4 separate regions of the Mus musculus genome follow, and all the other regions are linked to region 2. A link is a contact called in public HiCAR-type and promoter capture Hi-C data. All regions are on one chromosome and are shown on one strand. The core of a region is the stretch at or near the end of the contact, and the rest is flanking DNA. Distances in the headings are between cores, read along the strand shown.

Region 1 (3,239 bases), core at 126-2,625, 1.1 Mb after region 2:
TCCTGTTATTTTTTAATAAGTGAATATGGGATGACAGAAAATACAGCTGATACCTAATGTAAAATTAATGTTCAAGTGTAAGATAAAAATATTATTAGCACATTAGATCATCCTAGCTTGTTTTGTAAAGATAAAATATAGGTATATATAAAGAATAATATGTAAGTTATATTAATATGTATAAGCTATGTAATGTGTAAATAGTATGTAATGGTATGTAAATATGTAAATAATTGTGATATTAACAAGGAATATCACATCACTGAAGAAATGACATCATTCTTAATTATGACAGACAAGCTGAGGAGAAAGGGAGCAATTTAAGTGCAGACCTCATCATCACAAGGGCTGTATAAGCCATCCCAACAGTACAGTAAAACAACATTAATTAAGAACCATATTTAAAACAGTAAAAAAAAAAAAAAAAAAAAAAGGCCAGCTATATAAAGAAAAGAAAAGGCTATTTCAGCAGCAAGCAAGCTGAATAAAGAGGAAATTCCCAGAAAGCAGACATTCAATGAACTGTAGTTACAGTAGAAGGAATTGCTACACACTGGAAACCAATAGGGCCTTTCCATTCCTGTGGTCTCTGAAATAGATGTTTAAGAGGGGACTGAGAGTTCAAGGCTTCACAATAGCAGAGATGGGGGGAGGGGTGGGAGAAGATGGAGGGGGAGGGGGAGGGAGAGGGAGAATAATGAAGGGAGCAAAACTTGAAGGGGCAAAGACAAAGAGACCTGGACCTTAGTACATACAACACTGGTTCCCTCTAAGAAAGCATTCCTCCCCTAGCTGACTGTAGACTCACGTCCTCTGAGGACTGGTTAACAAAGAGGAAATTTCCAATGTTTTTGCTGTTTGTTTTTGTTTTGTCTTTAGCACTGCACCGCAGTGAATATGGAAGAAAGAGATATTTAAAAGGAAGCCATTTCCAAACTGCACTGCCCTTCATTTCTATGAGGCTGATCCTGCTGACTGCTTGACACACAGGCTGGAGAAATCAGGGCGAAAGGCTCTCTGGTTGGGATGTGGTAGCCCATCCATCCTCAGCTTTATTTGAATGTGCAAATTCTGAAGTCCCCAGTCACTGAGACGGAATACAGTTTTTGCCTTTCAAAACAAGATCAAGCCAGAGTTTTATGTCCCCCCTAGGATTCCCAGAGTCTTAGAGCCAGGACACTCAGAACACTGAAGAAAGAGAAACTGAAAAGGCTGGGCCTGGCACAGTTTCACGGTCTAATTAAGGTGGAGGCAGGAAGCGAGTCTAAGATTCTGAGCGTTTTCTTCATAAAAATTTGCTTAGGAAGGTGATTGTGCTCTCAGGTCTGCCCAGCACATCTGGTAGGAAAGAACAGCCACCTCTATTTGCATCCTATGAACAAGTTCAAAACCTAACGTGCAGTTTGGGACGGACCAAAGAAAAGGAACCAACAGCTGACTGACTGAAACCTTCTCTATAATTAGCAAGTAATCGTATATAGAGGAGAGACGAATCATGCCATAGAGAGGACGTTTTTAAGAGACAGGTGCGGAAAGAGATGCAGAAATTACTGAGCAGGAAACAGTTCCTTGGAGACCACGGGTGTGATATGCCAGAGTGGGGTCAAGACAGAAGGTCTCTGACAGAGGTGAGGACTGAGAGAACAGAAAACAGTGTGGCGCAGAGACGAGGGGAACACAGGCACGTTCTTCTCTGTTAGCTCAGGGGCTATGAACAGACCTGCAAACTCCAGGCAAGATGGTCAGAAGTCCTTCAACTATGCTGACATTTCCTGCAAGTTCTGAGCTAACGAGCCCTACCTAAGATGGAGACTGCCCCTCAGGCAAGCGGTTGGAAGGAAGGAAACATCAGTATGTGTGAACCATAAAGGAAAAAAAAAAAAAAAAACCACACATTTACCTTCAGAAATTTCTAACCTAAGAATAGAATTCTTTTCAAATTGTTAATTAGGTTTGGCTTTAGATAATACTGCTTGAAGATAGCAAGACCTTTAATTCCGGAATCCTCAGGTTCTAATAGAAGCCAGTGGTTGGATGCCTTTTGTGGAACCTCGAATCTTTAGATCAAGATATGATTTGACAAGGTAAGTCTGTTAGCAGCAGGATTTACCCTACAGTGCAGATCACAGGCAGACTAATGCACTGCCTGTCTCCCTGACAAATGCATTCTTACTTCTGATGCTTGGTTGACACTTCATGGGTGTTGAATCCTTCTTCTTTCAGTAATTAGCCTAGGGAGAACAATTACAAGATCTGTACACCACAATCCCTACCCCTCCTAACTCCTTTGAAGACCTTGCTAATCAATCTCCATGTTCTCTGCTGCCTGAGGCAGGACTCAACCTCATAACGCCATTCCACGAGCCAGAAGCTGGCACGGGAGGAAATAGCTGCTCTCTACCTGTAAGCTGTTTCATCATTTTCTTGATGTCTTACTCAAAAATTAGCAATTGGTAATTATACTCCAGCCAAATATAATCGCTGGGGCTGGGGGCAGTGTGATGGGTAGACTAGAAAATGTAGATCAAAGAGGAATTCTTTTCTATGACTGTGGAAAATCTGAGTGAAGGATCATGCCATGATGCACAAGTTCATAAGTGTGCAGGAAGCAATGCTTTGGTAACTTTGCTCTCGGGCTTTTGAAAGCAGACACTCTTGTTCTCACACTGCCAGCAGGAGCTCCGGATTTCTCATCTTAACTTAAGGCCAAGCAGCTCTCCCATTATCCCGTTAGCCCATTATCCCGCTGGACCACTAGGCTGGGGCAGCTCTCCCTTTATCCTGCTGGGCTAGATGGGATTGCCTTCGTTCTTTTCCCAGAATTTCTGCTGTGAAAATTTGAGTTGAAATCAAAAGTGTTTCGCCACTTGGAGTGAACAACCTTAGAATAACTCTATAAACAAATATTCATTCATATGTCTAAAAATATATATTTGCTTTCAAAATCATTTTACTATGGAAAAAAATCATTTCAGTGCAAGCTATGTTAATTGTATTTTAGTTTATGAAAGCTGGTCTTTGCCACCAAAGACTGACCTCAAAGACATCATTGAGCTCTACTATAGAAATTTATTTCCCCCCTCCCCCCAAAAAAATTAGTGAGACTTTCTCAAAATGCAACCTGCTCTCTGAATGAATTAATATAGGTAGTGTATACCAATAGCACTCTAGTTCTGGATTTCTCAGATTTTAACTGCAAAAGTTGTTGTCCATACTTATGACTAGCATATATTTTATTA
Region 2 (3,354 bases), core at 474-2,973:
GTTACTTTAAAAATTCACACACAAAGGAATCACAGATGGGAGAGAGTGCAAATGATTATCAAAAATTGTCTCATGCAATTTTTAAGTTTTTTTTTACAAGTCAAAATATACATCCTCCTATTTCCCCCTTCATTCCTCAATTATATAAGAAGTCGCTTGTGTTTCTTCAGTCTCCTCTGCGCAGCATGGAACTGGATAATGAAAAAAGCTACTTTCTTGTTAAGGAACAGTATACAACTCTAATCCACTTGAACTCTGACAGCTGCAGGTTGGGCTGAGCAACCCAGCCTATCCTCTTTCCGTGGGGATTTAAGTGTGTGAAATGACAGGTACGTGAGATTAGAAAACAAAGCAGCCTGCAGACTTTGGCACTAGCACACATCATGTTTTGAGTTGTTAAGAGCTGTGGATTGACGATCACTAAACAGGAATTAAAAAAATTAGAAATCTGCAGAAAACAAACAATCTTAGGTGTTGATTCTGAGTATCACTCCCCTTCTCCCATGCCCACCCACCACCCCCATATAATTTTTGATTGTAATAAAAATAGAGATCTTAGCATCAGAATTTTGCTGTTAACTCTTCAAGGTTGCTCTGTGCCGTCCAAGCCACATTCAGTGTTTGAAGCACCAAATCCACAAGTTTCTCCGACCAAATTTAAATAAATAAATGAAGACTGAAGGATGCCAAAGTGTTTAAAACTTAAGCTGTAACACAGAGTTCTCCCCAGAGCATAGAGTATTAATTGTCAAGTTCAAGTACTGCCAGGCTGTATGTAGAGGTGTCTCAGGCCTCAGACAACATCTACAAGTGCTACTGGCTTAGAGGGCAACAACATCCATGATACAAAACGGGGCAGGGATACCCATCCATCACCAATGTTAAAAAGTTGCAACCTTTTGTGTGAATGGCTGCTGGAGGATCTGTGCTGAGCCCGGACTTTGAGTGGAGGAAGCTAAGTTCCTCGGGTATGGAAGCTTTACAGTAGTTTGCGTTGTTCACATTCCAGAGTGCTCTCTCAGAGAAGCTAGGCTTCTGCCGGGGCCTCTGAGGATCCATTGCCCTTGCCCAGAAGAGAGAGCCTTGCTTCCACCCAGTAACAGGGAAAGAAGATTTGACCTACCTGTGAAAAGACCCAACTTGGTCCCCAAAGGTCGCTTAGGCGACCCCACTGCCATTGACAAGTCAACCTGCGCACTTAAAGCGTATCAGTTTGTGGAACGCTTGTTTGAAGTCCTCATTGGACATGGTGTAGATGATGGGGTTGATGAGGGAGTTAAGATAGCCTAACCAATTGAAGAAGTCAAAAATGGCCATGTGAAACCAGCAGGCATCCTTACAGATAGGCATCACCAGGGAGATGATGAAGAAGGGCAGCCAACACACAATAAATGCTCCTAAAATGATCCCTAGGGTCTTGGTGGCTTTGCGCTCCCTAGCGGCCATGAGTTTCTTCTTTTCCAGCAGGGCGTCTGAGACTCGCACTTTGACTTGGTTCACGTACACAGGAGACCCGGACTCACTGGGCACGTCCGGAGCCCGGGAGTTAATGGAGGTGACCGAGGATGTGGATCCCGGGGAGTCTGTTATCAACTGGGCTCGGGTCAAGCGCTTGCCGGTCTTGTTGGGTGTCTGTTTCAAAATCCGAGAGCGGGCTTCCACATAGATGCGGCCATAGAGGGCGATGAGGAGCAGGGTGGGTAAATAGAAAGCGCCCACCGTGGAGTAGACCGTGTAGAGGACGTGGTCGGTGTTCACAAAGCAGTCCAGCATCTCCTCCTCTGCTTTGGCTTGACGCCAGAAGAAGGGTGGCAACGAAATAGAGATGGAGAAGACCCACACCAGCACGATCATGATGGCCGCCCTTTTGGGAGTCCTTTTAGCAGAATACTCCACCGCATCGGTGATGGCCCAGTAGCGGTCCAGGGCGATGACACAGAGATGCATGATGGAAGCAGTGCAACAGGTGATATCCGACGACAGCCAGAAGTCGCAGACCACCTGGCCTAGTGTCCAGCGTCCAGTGACCGTGTACATGGTGCTGATGGGCATCACCAGGATGGACACGAGCAGGTCAGTGACTGCCAGAGAGGCGATCAGGTAGTTAGCCGGGGTGTGTAGCTTCCGGGTCCGATACACCGTAGCGATTACAAAGGCGTTGGAGAGCGTGGTGGCCAAGGTGATGAGCGCCAACAAAGCAACCAGCAGGACTTTCCAGGGCAGGGCGATGGAGTCCTGGTAAATGTAGCCGTCGGCGCTGCAGTTGTGGGAGAGGTTGGTGAGAGGTACCCCTGTCTGGGAGGCGGCGGGAGGCGGCGGGGCGCACTGAATACCCTGCTCCTCCATAGCTCTCCTCGTCCTGGCTGCGGAGCGCAGCTCTTGAACATGGAGCGGACCAGGGAAAGAACAGAGGACGGGAGGATCATGGAGACTATAGGCTTGTCTCCTTTGGCTAGCCAGTTCCGTGGGCTCCTCAGTAACTCCTCCGCCTGTGTTCTCAGCCCAAAGGAGAGGTCACAGGCGCGGCCACCAAGCCTGCGGGCGCGTCCCCTGCACTTCCAGTGCGCCAGGCGCTGCTGCCGCGTCTGCTAGCTCCTCTCCACTCCCCGTCTTCGCCCGGGTGAATAAAGCACTGGCCCACCCAGTCCAGCTTCTCTCAGGTTCCCTGGAGGCAAACAGTGGAGAAGGACTAAGTATCGCTTGTAGAGGGGTCTCGGGGTCTAGTGGGACCTCTTACCCCAATTGCTCAGGTCTCAGCTTCTCCTAACCCGGGCGCTCCGGAATCTGCAGACTCCGCCCGAAGGAGTTTGCTGGCTGTGCAGACCGAAGCTTGCAGGCCAGTGCAGAGTCCTGGGCTTGCATCCCCACCCCATGCCCCCTACAAGCCCGGAGCTCCGCCACTTTCTTTGGCCGCCGCCTGACTTGGGGATTGTGAAGTCTGCGAGCCAGCCGCGCGGCGCCAGCAGCCTGGGCGCCGCACTCCCTCCCTTTTCACACGCTGGCCACACCAGCGAGCTGCCCCGTGGAGACCCGGCCACCAGAGGGGAGACTCTGGGGCCCGAGCTGCGGCAGTTCGAGCCGCCCTGCAGCTGTCACCACCTCCAGGGTTCCAGCAGCGCCGCTGGGAGCCATGCCGCGGGGCACAAGGGGCTGGGGCACCTGGAGCCGCACACCGGGAGGGGGCAGGTGTCTGGGGGAGCGGGAGGAAGTCGGTGTGCGCCAGCCCGGGAGCGGGGTGTGAGCCTCAGAGCCGGTGGGGCTCCTTTTATATTATCTGGGTCCAGCCTGGTCCGGCTGTGCAACTCGTGCAGTGCGGCGAGAGCAGACGGCGGCTGCAAAGCACCTTCCCTTCTG
Region 3 (2,984 bases), core at 382-2,881, 1.3 Mb before region 2:
ACTAGGAAATGTGTCTCTTATTAATTCATTTTAATGACTGAATAGATATGGAGAGCTTCTTGTTTGTTGGTCCTGCTGCTCAGACACATCAATGAACAAAACAGCTGTCAGTCTCCGTGAGCTTACTGCATAGTGGAGGGAGCCTGATAGACAACCCTCCAAGTAACACACCAGAAGATTCAAAATGGCAGGTGGAGGGTAAGTGCTCTGGAAATAAACCCAGTGGGAGAGGAGGCAAAGGAATCAGTTGCACAGCAAATACAAAGGAGAAGGGTGTAGGAGGAAGAGCATCATGTTCAGGGGACCCCTGGCTTGGGGGCAGTGAGACCCCATTGAATGGTCCAGTACCTGCCAATGGTCATGGTAGCTGAAGAGGGAATTCTCCTAGACAGTCTTTCTTAGGATTGTTCAGTTAAAATAAGGAAGCAATCCAAGGAAGTGGGAGAAATGGTTACTAAAACAAAACAAAACAAAACAAAACAAAACAAAACAAAACAAAACAAACAAGCAAAGAAAACCACCAGGGACAGCTTTTGGAAAGTGGAGAGGGTACATCTAAGGAGACTCAGGACTGAATGTGGGCAGTGGCTCGCAGATGTTCACTGCTGAGCCTGCCTGCTTTTCTGAATTCTAACTGAAAAAAGTGTAATTTTTTTTTCCTTTTCTCCCTTTCTGTCTGTTCTTTGGAAACAGGCTAAAATTCTAAGCATGATCACGCCGACACTCTAAAAATTATTACTCTGAAGAAAACTCTCCTTCAGCTGCCTGCTACCCCATGGTTTCTCTTCTAATCACCAATAAAATGAACCACAAGCTTAAAAAGAAAAAAAAAAGGATTAGTTTTCTCTAGTACTACAGGAAGCACAGATGTCATTAAGTCCTATGACAGTGTGACGACTTTTTACAAAATAATTTTACACCTTCTTTCGTGGATAACTGGCAAGTGAAAAAAATGTCTGCCTTTCCCTCTTATTTATAATGGCAAACATCGCTGGAGAATGTATTCCAAGGCACAAGAGGGAAACCTGGGGCAGAGGGATCAGAGAACTCGCTGGGGGAAAGACCTGGGAAAGTCTGAAGAAGTTCCGGTGAGAGCACTGCACAAGGCCGAGAGAGTAGTGTTTCCTCAGAAGGGAAAGAGTCTCTGAAACTTGAAACTGAGGTTTCAAGGCATCACCAGGTGTCTACTGATGCTACACTGGAAATTGTAGTGAGATACTCAGGGGAACTAGCAGTAAATACATAGAAGGCTAACCTGAGGAGACCATGCTTCAAAGTCATGGAAATCAGGAAGTAAAGAGCAAACAGTACACTCGTGGATATAATCTGAATGCTAACGATGGATTTAATGATAGTTGTATTATTTACCGAAAGGTTGCTAGGGGAGGCGGAAGGGATCACACTGAAAGAAACTGAAACCATTATCTCCACTAATAGAAAGTCAACAAATGTTAAATAATTTCTTTTTAAAAATGCGAGGAAGAGTGAGTGCCAAGAAGATAGCTTGAGTTCAAAGGCAACATTTTAAGGTAAGGGACCTCACAGAAAGTAGGCGTGAGATATCACACGTCCCTATGGCTTAACTTCAGAGATCGCTCTTTTGGTGTGGAGGTGGATGGAGATTTCAAATGCGGTTCTAGAAACGAACAGAGGAGTGGTATCAGGGAGAGCCACGGATCAAGAACCCCCATCGGTCTGCTTCTTCAGGACAGTGACACAAGACTGGTGGGCTGTCAGAACGAATTTTTCTCAAAACGCTGGAAAATTGTCTAGTAACGCTTAGCAATCACAGGGCTGCTTAATTACGAAAACCTGGCCGGATCTCAGCGCTCCCAGTGAACCGCGAGGCAGTTTTTACTTTTTCTGTTTCCCTGGGCTCTGAGGCTCAGCGGTAGCCTGGGAAACAGCAGCTCCGATCCTCAGTACCAGGACTTAGCAAGCAGAATGGACATACTGAAGAAAAAAGAGTAATTATTTGTTTTGACCTGTCTTTTGACTCCCTGGAAGCCAGACTCAAAAGGCCTGCCTTTCTGCCTGCTAAGCAGGACTCTCCTGAGGCTGAAGTGGCTGCCTGCGGGGTGCCTGTTGAAACCACAAGGCACAAATACTAATTGCCTCTGTGTGAAGCTGTGGCAGCTGCGGGGCACAACAGCTCCTAGCCAAAACCATCGGGAGGAAAAGGCAGAGGAAGAGTTGCTCTGTGGAACAGCTCTGTCCCCGCGGAGAAGAAGTTGGCTCACAGGTTTAGCGTGTCTACTCTGAGAGGACAGAATTCCACATAGGCTTCAAGGTCAAGCTTCTTGAACGCAGAAACTCCAGCAACTAATTTTTTTTCCATTTATGCATTTTTTTTCATTTAAACAATCTACATAAATGGAAAAATTCCGTGTGGTGATAACATTTTTCTGAAAAGTATCTTTTGACCCCAAAGGAAGAGTATTCTTGCCTGACCTCACAGCTAAGCTAATAATATGCGTGAGGTTAACCCGCAGTCCTGTGTACTTAGCTTGTATAAGTTTAACGTGCCTTTAAGAGAACAATGTAACTAACTTTATTGCTTCTTGGATTTCTCATGCAATCAGAGTTTGCAACTTCAGCTAAGTATATAATTGTTACATACATATGTTGCATACTTTTTCATGTGCTCCCTCACTCAACAGAATAGTGTTTGTATGTGTTGTGGTTGAAAACAACATATGGGCACAGGCTTATGGTGTGTGTGTGTGTGTGTGTGTGTGTGTGTGTGTGTGTAGTTTTGAGTCCTATTCTAGGTTCAGTAAAGTAACTCCTTCCCTTGAAAAACCCCGTTAAAGATCTCTAAAAATGATCTTCAAACCTTTACTGTATCACACTTTCTGTGCTGTTCAAAGAACACAGAACAAAGCCTGTTGTTACAGGTGGGCACACTCACAGCCCCAACACAGGCAGCAAGGACATCACACATGTGTGACGGACTGCAGATAATCTAGTAGCCACAGACAACC
Region 4 (2,986 bases), core at 150-2,649, 1.8 Mb after region 2:
ATCCCTCACCATTTAAATGACTTTTTAAATTTACTTACTTATATTTGATTATTTGTGTGCTTGTTTAGTTAGTAAGTTAGTTATGTGAGTGTTTTGTTGAACGCCTGTCTGTGTGCCATGGATACAGTTCCTGGTACCTAGAAGGGCCAGAAGACAGCGTAGGATTCCCTGGAACTGGAGTTACAGACAGTTGTGGGCTGCCATGTGGCTGCTGGGAATCAAACCTAGGGCCTGTGGGAGAGTAGTTAGTACTCTTAACGGTTGAATCAGCTCTCAAGCCCTAAGTTATGACTGTTGATCCCAAAGACATCTATCTAATCCTGAACGCACGGTTGAGCATCCATGTGTATGTGGTCAAGCCTACTCTGCTTGGGCCAAGAGTTAAGACCCTCAAACTTCGGGATTGAGATGTGCAGGCAGGAGCTGGTCCAGGACAGGAAACACGCGCACACACACACACACACACACACACACACAATTAATCAATCCTAAAAGAAAATTTACTTTCATAAAACCTTCCTCCACACCCCGCCCCCACCCCACTTACCCAAATATAGGTACAAATACCTCCGTAAAATTAATCCTCACAATGTGTCTACCATTCACTGCACTTCTCTGGAGGAAAAATACAGCCCCTAGCAACTTGTTACCAACCAAAAGATACCATTACGTATCAAGCCCATGAAGTGACTAAGAATTTACATTCAGGTGAACTGGTCACACAGGGAAACACTGTTCCCTTATTCAGCTAGCGCGAAACAAAAGGCATGTGCATCCACCCCAACTCAGTTCTGCCAACAGGTAGGTTTTGCTAACTACTTTCATTCGTTCCATTCCATCCCTCAATGATGTATAAAAATAATCCACAGCCTGGACCAAAGTGTCTCTCCCCTTTAACGACAGTGTTAACAATAATATCCTAGACTGTTCCAGAGTCTCTGAAAGGCTCCGCGCGCCCTCCTTTCCCATCCCGATCTACACCAGTCTCCAGGGGTTTCTTTCTGGTAACTTCGTTCTTCTTTGGATCCGTCTGCACATGCTTTCCTTCTGCTTTAGGGGGCTAACAAATCCCAGTCTCTCAACTTTCTCTTCCTTCTCTCCAAAGCATCCGCCGATCAGCCCCGCCTCGCCCCGCCCCATCACGTCCATCCCCCCCCCCCCCCCCCCCCGGCCGCAGACCTCCTCTCTCATCCGAGGCCCGCCCCTCACCCTCCAAGCTGGCACCTCCTGCTCCTGCCTGGATCATCGGCCGATCCCCGAGTCCGACCGACAGCTACGGTCCGAGACCTAGAGTACCCGGACGCTGCAGACTGCGGTTGCGGGGAGTTTGAACTCACTCACTGTAGGGACCACGGCTGCGGGCGGCGGCTCGGCGGCTTCGGCTCCTGGGCAACGGAGCAGAAGCCCAGCTTGCACCGCGGGAGGACCGGCCTCCGCCTCCCCCAGTTCCCATTGGTTACTGGACTCCATACGTTCATTTCTATTGGTTATTGTGGCATCGGAAGGCGGGATGGCGAGGAGAGAGGCATCAACCATTGGTGGGCCGGTGAGGCGGGGAACCGCGACCCGCGAGGACAGTTGCACGGAGCCCAGCACCCAGGACAGACCGAAAGAATGCCAACCCTTCTCATAGAGGGACGCCGGCTCCAGAAAGGGTCTGTGGACAAAACCCTTGGAAACCGGCCCTATTTTTTTCTGAATATTTTGGATTTCGTTATAAAGAAATCAATGTACTTTTCTGGTTCCGCTGAAATTGATGTGTAGGAGGGTGTGGACTTGATATTTTCATGATACTGCTGCCTGGGTTCTGGACTTTCTTGAGATAACACATCTTGAATATGGCTTGCGCATGATTTTTAAGTTCTGAAGGAAATCTGGGGCTAAAGGATAATGAGAACACGTTTGTTCTCGTTATGTTTTCAAAGAATTGTTTTTAAAGGAAATATTCTGAAGTGCATGACAGTGGGCTAAGGGCAGCTAGATGGCTAATTTTTCTTTTAAACTTGACAGTGCACACTAAGCAGTATTAATTGCAGTAGGTAAAGAAGCTATAAAGAAAATCTTTTCCACGGGGGCTCTGACGCTCTCTGAGCTTCTCATCCAGACCGTTTAATAAGACTGTTCAGTTCCCGATTGAAGCCTGCTGTCATTTATACTCCAGAAAATAGATTCAGGGGGTAGTAAGCGGTGAGATCAGGATAGAACCACATGGCTATTAACTTCCAAATCTAGCATCTTTAGAGCATTTCTCTAACAGGGTAATAGCATTACTGGCAAGTCAAAAAAGTATCTAAAATTTTAGAAATCTCCCAAACAAAATACCTAATTGTGTATAACATTTTCAGTGTCCTTATTACACCACACAGTGTTACTCTATCAGAGATAACAATTACTTTATTTGACCTTGAAAAAAAATAACCAAAATAATTTATAGTTCCTCAAAGCCAGTTTTACCAAATTGATGTTTTAAAGATTTGTCCCAAGTGTGATGATAACTTCACCTTTCTACATGGCATGACTTTGATCTGCCATTTTTATTAGGACTTCAGTTTTCTGATTATACCATTTCACTTCACTGTGTACTACACAGGTTACAGCTTTCCAGGAAAAAAGAACTGAAGCTACCAAACCACATTTTAATATTTTTACTAATTGAAACTATTTAACTGCATTAAATATTTAACTGCCGTTTGTAAAGATTGTGTTTGGGGATGAATCCTAATCACAGTTGGGCACTCTGGGTTTGTATTCTAGTCTCACAGGAATTCCTGTTACTACAGTGCTTCAGACTCCCATTGGCCAATGAATGCCCCTCCCCCCCTTTTTTTTCCTGCAGGACTTTGCCATGTTTGATGCTCTATGGCAATGACACACACACACAAAAAAACCATTTCTACATATGTTTAAGAAACTGCAGTTTTTCCTATGAGGGAACTACTATTGCAGAATCAGAAGGACTTGTTAGAACCTTCAAACCATTTACTAG

What was found. Promoter capture Hi-C pulls out the DNA fragments that hold promoters and counts their contacts. HiCAR-type assays count read pairs that join an accessible place to other places.
Region 1: a contact with region 2 is called in a promoter capture Hi-C map of frontonasal cranial neural crest, with 4 times the contacts expected there. The contact joins the enhancer-like site here to the promoter of D430036J16Rik in region 2. A contact is called at or near these places in 5 of 39 promoter capture datasets (cranial neural crest, frontonasal cranial neural crest, liver and 2 more), 1 of 115 datasets of contacts at active chromatin or transcription factors (astrocytes) and 2 of 9 other capture datasets (adipose tissue and liver).
Region 3: a contact with region 2 is called in a promoter capture Hi-C map of second pharyngeal arch cranial neural crest. The contact joins the enhancer-like site here to the promoter of D430036J16Rik in region 2. A contact is called at or near these places in 7 of 39 promoter capture datasets (the 3T3-L1 cell line, cranial neural crest, embryonic stem cells and 4 more), 1 of 484 Hi-C or Micro-C datasets (CD8 T cells), 5 of 115 datasets of contacts at active chromatin or transcription factors (craniofacial prominence, embryonic fibroblasts, embryonic stem cells and 1 more) and 3 of 9 other capture datasets (adipose tissue, liver and pancreatic islet).
Region 4: a HiCAR-type map of astrocytes shows a contact between it and region 2, with 4 times the contacts expected there. The contact joins the promoter of Lca5 here to the promoter of D430036J16Rik in region 2.

What each region holds. Positions count from the first base shown.
Region 1 is chr9:82,709,001-82,712,239 of GRCm38.p6, forward strand. No RefSeq gene overlaps it. Among named protein-coding and RNA genes, the nearest start is that of Irak1bp1, 120 kb to the right of the region's middle. Within about 2 kb of position 1,376, at least 12 of the 459 cell types and tissues checked have an H3K27ac peak or open chromatin away from gene starts, as enhancers often do.
Region 2 is chr9:81,630,207-81,633,560 of GRCm38.p6, forward strand. D430036J16Rik (RIKEN cDNA D430036J16 gene) reads left to right here and starts at 1,724. Exons shown (of 3, transcript NR_040395.1): 1 at 1,724-2,073. It overlaps Htr1b (5-hydroxytryptamine (serotonin) receptor 1B), which reads right to left. Exons shown (of 2, transcript NM_010482.2): 2 at 1-2,665. The coding sequence starts at 2,346. The coding sequence ends at 1,186.
Region 3 is chr9:80,350,095-80,353,078 of GRCm38.p6, forward strand. The region is part of intron 12 of Impg1 (interphotoreceptor matrix proteoglycan 1); the gene reads right to left. Among named protein-coding and RNA genes, the nearest start is that of Gm27227, 86 kb to the left of the region's middle. Within about 2 kb of position 1,632, at least 35 of the 459 cell types and tissues checked have an H3K27ac peak or open chromatin away from gene starts, as enhancers often do. A contact at or near this core is called in second pharyngeal arch cranial neural crest, where this site is marked.
Region 4 is chr9:83,439,700-83,442,685 of GRCm38.p6, forward strand. Lca5 (Leber congenital amaurosis 5 (human)) reads right to left here and starts at 1,400. Exons shown (of 8, transcript NM_027448.2): 1 at 1,210-1,400. All of the region lies in intron 1 of Gm2087 (predicted gene 2087), which reads left to right.